2 separate regions of the Mus musculus genome follow, and region 1 is linked to region 2. A link is a contact called in public HiChIP or PLAC-seq data. All regions are on one chromosome and are shown on one strand. Each heading gives the region's core, a stretch centred on a gene start, on an enhancer-like site or on the middle of the called end of the contact. The rest is flanking DNA. Distances are from core to core; before and after follow the strand shown. Region 1 overlaps Aacs (acetoacetyl-CoA synthetase). Region 2 holds the start of Bri3bp (Bri3 binding protein).

What was found. HiChIP or PLAC-seq counts read pairs in DNA pulled down with a chosen protein or histone mark.
Region 1: an H3K4me3 HiChIP or PLAC-seq map of embryonic stem cells shows a contact between it and region 2, with 38 read pairs. The contact joins the enhancer-like site here to the promoter of Bri3bp in region 2. A contact is called at or near these places in 1 of 15 datasets of contacts at CTCF or cohesin (embryonic stem cells), 3 of 484 Hi-C or Micro-C datasets (embryonic stem cells, liver and nephron progenitors), 6 of 115 datasets of contacts at active chromatin or transcription factors (the SCID.adh cell line, embryonic stem cells and pancreatic cancer cells) and 3 of 9 other capture datasets (adipose tissue, liver and pancreatic islet).

What each region holds. Positions count from the first base shown.
Region 1 is chr5:125,504,940-125,507,639 of GRCm38.p6, forward strand. It overlaps Aacs (acetoacetyl-CoA synthetase), which reads left to right. Exons shown (of 18, transcript NM_030210.2): 8 at 1,210-1,357. Among named protein-coding and RNA genes, the nearest start is that of Tmem132b, 26 kb to the right of the region's middle. Within about 2 kb of position 1,277, at least 11 of the 459 cell types and tissues checked have an H3K27ac peak or open chromatin away from gene starts, as enhancers often do. A contact at or near this core is called in embryonic stem cells and pancreatic islet, where this site is marked.
Region 2 is chr5:125,440,161-125,442,868 of GRCm38.p6, forward strand. Bri3bp (Bri3 binding protein) reads left to right here and starts at 1,408. Exons shown (of 3, transcript NM_029752.2): 1 at 1,408-1,732. The coding sequence starts at 1,502.

The DNA of each region.
Region 1 (2,700 bases), core at 27-2,526, 65 kb after region 2:
GTCTTCTCATGCCAGGTGGGGCGGGTTTCGGTGTCACAGCCTCAGCAAATCGTTCCGTTTAATGACATCCCACCTCCTTGCTTGGAAGAGAGAGTTTGATTTGTCAGAAAATGGAGACCCGCTGTTCCTGTTTGTTCTGTGGTTCTGGGCCACCCACCTGTGGTGGCTTCTGGTGGCTGTGGGCCTAGGCAGGGCAGGTTTGGCTAAGTTGTATTTATTCTAGGTCAGTCGTTTACACATGGCTGCTGTAGGGCCCAGGATGTAATAAATGGGGCTACATAGATTTGCTTTGTGGTAGCTTTGGGCCTTGCCTTCCTGATGCTGCCTTGCTGCCTCTGCCCCTTCAGGTTCAGGAGTGGGGCAGGCACTCCTGTCCCTGGCTACTCATTGGAAGGTGAAGTATGAACAAGCAAGTGGACTGGTCCACACTGGTCCTGGGTCTGTGGATAGCGGATAGGCTCGCCGTGAGCTAGTCTTCCTAGCAATGTAGAGTGGTATTGATTGTGTGGGTGTGGGTGTCATGTCTCTAAAAGCCAGCCCTTGGGCTGGTGAGATGGCTCAGTGGGTAAGAGCACCCGACTGCTCTTCCGAAGGTCAGGAGTTCAAATCCCAGCAACGACATGGTGGCTCACAACCATCCATAACGAGATCTGATGCCCTCTTCTGGAGTGTCTGAGGACAGCTACAGTGTACTTACATATAATAAATAAATAAATAAATAAATAAATAAATAAATAAATAAATAAAGCTGACGCCCTCTTCTGGAGTGTCTGAGGACAGCTACAGTGTACTTACATATAATAAATAAATAAATAAATAAGTAAATAAATAAATCTGACGCCCTCTTCTGGAGTGTCTGAGGACAGCTACAGTGTACTTACATATAATAAACAAACAAACAAACAAACAAACAAACAAATAAATCTAAAAGCCAGCCCTTGATCCAAGCAAGTCCAGTGCCTAATCTTCATGTTCTGACTCCACCTTTAGCCACCTTGGTTTGGGAGCCTGATGTTTTCCTTCCTCAGGCACAGGGCTTCCTTCCATAGCCACTCAGTATCCGTGGATACCAGGCAAGCCAGTGCTCCAGGCTCTTGTGGTAGATGTGGAGGGATCCTGGGCCATATCTAGCTGGGGGGCAGAATCAGCAGAGCTCTTCTGGCATTCTGGAACGGTCACTGTTGGTTTTTCTCCTGTACCCGCCTACAGTGTGTTCCTGGATGATTTCCTGGCAAGCGGGACCGGCGCGCAGGCGCCGCAGCTCGAGTTTGAGCAGCTGCCCTTCAGCCACCCTCTGTTCATCATGTTCTCCTCAGGCACGACGGGAGCGCCCAAGTGCATGGTGCACTCAGCCGGGGTAGGTGCCCTGCCTCTGCTGGGCTAACAGTCATCAATCAGGCCAGTCGCTTCTGCAGAATCCCCAGGGTGCCGTTTTTTTTCTCTAAATGAGATGTCTAGGGGGAGACCTGGAGCAAGAGAACACTGCAGTCCTGGGGCTGTGGTGGCTGAGATAGGTTGGGGTGGTGTGGGGCGTGATGTAGCCGGGGTGGGATGCACCCAGTGAGCCAGCCGCTCTGACATTGCAGATTGTGGGGCCGACGGGGGATTGTGTGTACTGACTTATAACCTGGGTTCCTATGTTCATGAGACGGCTTTTGAAAGCAGGGTCCCGTTCCCTCCTCCAGCTTACTCAGGGCCAGGGCTGCGGCTCAGTGTCATGGCTTCTGCCCAGCACATGTCCACCCTGGGTTCCCTTCCCTGCACTCAAAGAAATAAGATGAAACTCTTGTTTGAGACCCAGAGAACCTTACTCTGTCACCTCCCTGAGGGAACTCGGTCTGCCTGGGCATTTAACAATCAAATGCTAAGCGTGGGATGAACCTGGGGGAGAAAGGCATTGCTTTCATTTGAGCTTAGACTGTGAGGGTGACAAACAGGCACATGGGTGTGACCCTTGGGAGGATGCTCACTCTTGCTGCAGATCCACAGTAGCGGAGGGAGCAGAGACCCCTCTGGGAGGGAGGGGGTTTCTGTGGCTGTGGTAGATTCCCCATCGGAAAGCAGCTTAGAGGAGAAAGGGGGTTCTCCTGGCTTACAGGTCCCAGCAGGGCAACAGGAATGCAAGACCACCTGGCAGCCAGGAAGTGGAGAACAGGAAGTGGGGCCAGACTTTTTTTTTTTTAATATTTTGGATGATTTTTATTTCACACGATACTATCTGATAACATGATTTATTCTTTGCAAAATATTCACTTTTTGTATCCCATTTATGTTTAAAATCTAAAAATTAGAAGAATTATTCTTACCATTTCAACAAAGAAACCTTAAGAGTATAATAAGAACATCTTTTCTTTTTTTTTTTCTTGGATATTTTCTTCATGTACATTTCAAATGCTATCCCAAAAGTCCCCTATACCCTCTGCGTCCCGTCCCGTCCCGTCCCGCCCTGCCCCCCCCCCCCCCCCCCCCCCCGCTCCCCTACTCACTCACTCCCACTTCTTGGCCCTGGCTTTCCCCTGTACTGGGGCATATAAAGTTTGCTAGACCAAGGGACCAGACTTTAAAACCTGAAAGACCGAACTTCTTCAGGAAAGCCCCAGCTCTTTTTTTTTTTTTTTTTTTTTTTTTTTGTTGTTGTTGTTTTGTTTTTGGTTTTTCGAGACAGGGTTTTTCTGAGTAGCCCTGGCTGCCCTGGAACTC
Region 2 (2,708 bases), core at 158-2,657:
CACAGAGAAACCCTGTCTCAAAAAACAAAACAAAAACAAAAACAACAAAACAACAAACAACTAATAACCCAAACAAAAAACTAAGTTGTTGTGTGCATGCGAAAGTCAAAAGAGTAGTATCCCAGTGATAGAAATCAGGTTGTCAGACTGTAGCCGAGTCAGAACCTCAGCTATTTGTAGTTGGAATAACAGACCTGAACCATCACTTAGCTTAGTGAGGGCCTCTTTAAGGGTGGTTATGAGCCACCATGTGGTTGGCTGGGATTTGAACTCAGGGCCTCCGGAAGAGCAGTCAGTGCTCTTAACTGCTGAACCATCTCTCCAGCCCCCCCCCCCCCACTTAGCTTTATATTACCATCATTTTGAATTAAAATGTTACATGATTTCTGTTCTCACCCTGTCTGCCCCCAACCCCTCAAATGTATCTCAGTAAATTAACTGATTAATTAAATTAATCAATTTTTTTTCCAGACAAGATTTCTCTGTGTAGTCTTGGCTGTTCTGGAACTCACTCAGTAGACCAGGCTGGCCTAGACATCACAGAGATCCACCTACCTCTGCCTCCTCTTCCTCTTTTTATTTGAAACAGGGCCCCACTATTTAGGGAAGGTTGTACTGGGACTCAGGGTATAACTTCCTCCCTCAGCCTCTCTAGGGTTGGACAGGAATGCACCAAGATGCCCTGAATACGGTTAATGAGGCTCTTAAATTTTTCAAGTTCATAGTCCTCTGGTCTTCTTGACTGCCATGGAGGGTCATATACAAGAAGCTCAGTAGTTTTTCCTGTAGGGAGCCCTGAATTTTGGATTGTGAGTTCCTCTCATCCCTACACACCTGTAAATTGGGGCTCTAGGGCTTTGCTCCTTTAAGTCCTTGTAAGTGGCGTGGTGCCGGTACTTCCTGACACCAGAACTGACTGGCGGGAACAACTCTAGACACCCTCCCCCCTCCCAATCTCTTTTGATGAGTCCTGCGGAAAACCCCCTGATCCCATCAAATCCTTTATATGGGACTGCTCGATGCTAAATCATTGCTCTGGCCCCCTCCTCTCACATCAGCTCGCCTCCCCTGTCCCATCACTAGCTTCTCCTCTCCAACCACTTTATGGCTCGGAAATGCCATCTGTTCTCAGGAGGGGCCTGAGAACGAAAGAACGCGTGCTCCGCGCCGCCTGCTTTTGGGGTGTGGGGAGGTGACACACCTGTCCTTCAGTGTTTTCAAACGCTTGCAAGGATCCGGCCCCGATCAGGAGTGATCCTGTGCAAGCCCCGCAGGCTCTGCGGTGTGCAGCAGAGTTGATACTATCAGCTTCAAGGGTACAGGGGAGGCGTCCCCTAGGGGCTGCGGGTGGGAGGCGGGGCTTCGTGCGCGGGGCGGGGCGGGGCTGCAAGGCGGGGCGGGGCGACGGCGCGCCCACGCGGTGCGGCCCCGGAGCCCTCTCTGGCCGTGTGCTCCGCCCTCTCCCCCTTTCAGCCCCGCGACCCTCCTCCCCTGGCCGAACATGGGCGCGCGCGCGTCCCAGGAGCCCCGGACCCGGGTCCGGGCCGGGTTGCGGGTGCTGCTGCCGGTTCTGCTTCTGGCGCTGCTGCTGCTGGCGCTGGTGGCTCCTGGAGCGCAGGGGGCTCGGGGCCGCGGGGCTGCGGACAAGAACAGCCACCGGCGCGCGACGAGCAGCTTCTCGCAGAGCGTGAGCAGCCTCTTCGGAGAGGACAACGTGCGCGCGGCTCAGAAGGTGGGCGGCGCGCCCGCGGTCACCTTGCCGGGCCTGGAGACCGTTGGGGGTGGGGGGGGCGATCCGAGCTGGGGACAGTCGCGGCCTGCTGCAGCCCGGACCGAGCGCGGCCCCCGGGTGCGCGTGACGCCCGCGCGCTACCCGCCGCGTCTCAATGGTCGACCACTATGAGCCAGGCACTGGGGACGTCCGGGTCCCCGCGCGGCCCGGCCCCATGGGCCTTCTGCCTTCTTCTACCTCTTGCCTCGGAGATAACTGGGCCGAGTTCTCTTTTCCAGGGAGTGATGGGGTCTGAGCTATTGCTTTAGCAACCTGATCGCCTACTGTGTGTTTGGGGTGGGGGTGGGGAACCTCTTGGTTGGAACCTTTGGTTCAGCTTGGGAGCCTAGGGTCTCCGGGACTGGGATGAGCCCCTCCACCAAGGAGCTCTCCCCCGGCTCCTCCTTGGTACCTACGTTGCGTACACCGTACTGAAAAAAGAGAAGTCAAGATGCACGCGGTTCTTTTGCCTTCCTCTCGTTTCCTCCCTGGTCTCTGGTCTCGGGGTTGTGGAGTCCAGAGAACTTTGGGTCCAAGTTGGGGCGCTCCCTCTTTCCAGCAGGATGAGATTAGGTCGGTGACTTCACTTGATGTGTGTGAGTATGGAGTCCAGAAGTCAACCTCAGGTATTCAACTTAAGGAGTCGTCCACCTTTGTATTTTGAGACAAGTTTTCTTATTCCTCCGAAGTTTGAAGATGAGGCCAAGCTGGCTGGCCAGTGGGCCTCTTCGATCTTCGTGCTCCACTTCCCCAGCATCGGGTTTCAAGCGTTCTTGGGCTTGTCCTAGGGTTATACTGGAACCCAGGTCCTTATAGTTGCACAGGAAGTTCTTTATCGCCATCTCTTCCCAGTCCCAGTGACTAACTTTTAGATATTTTGTATTATGTTTATTTGTTGACTGTATTACGTGTGTGTGTGCGCGCACCTATGTGCACA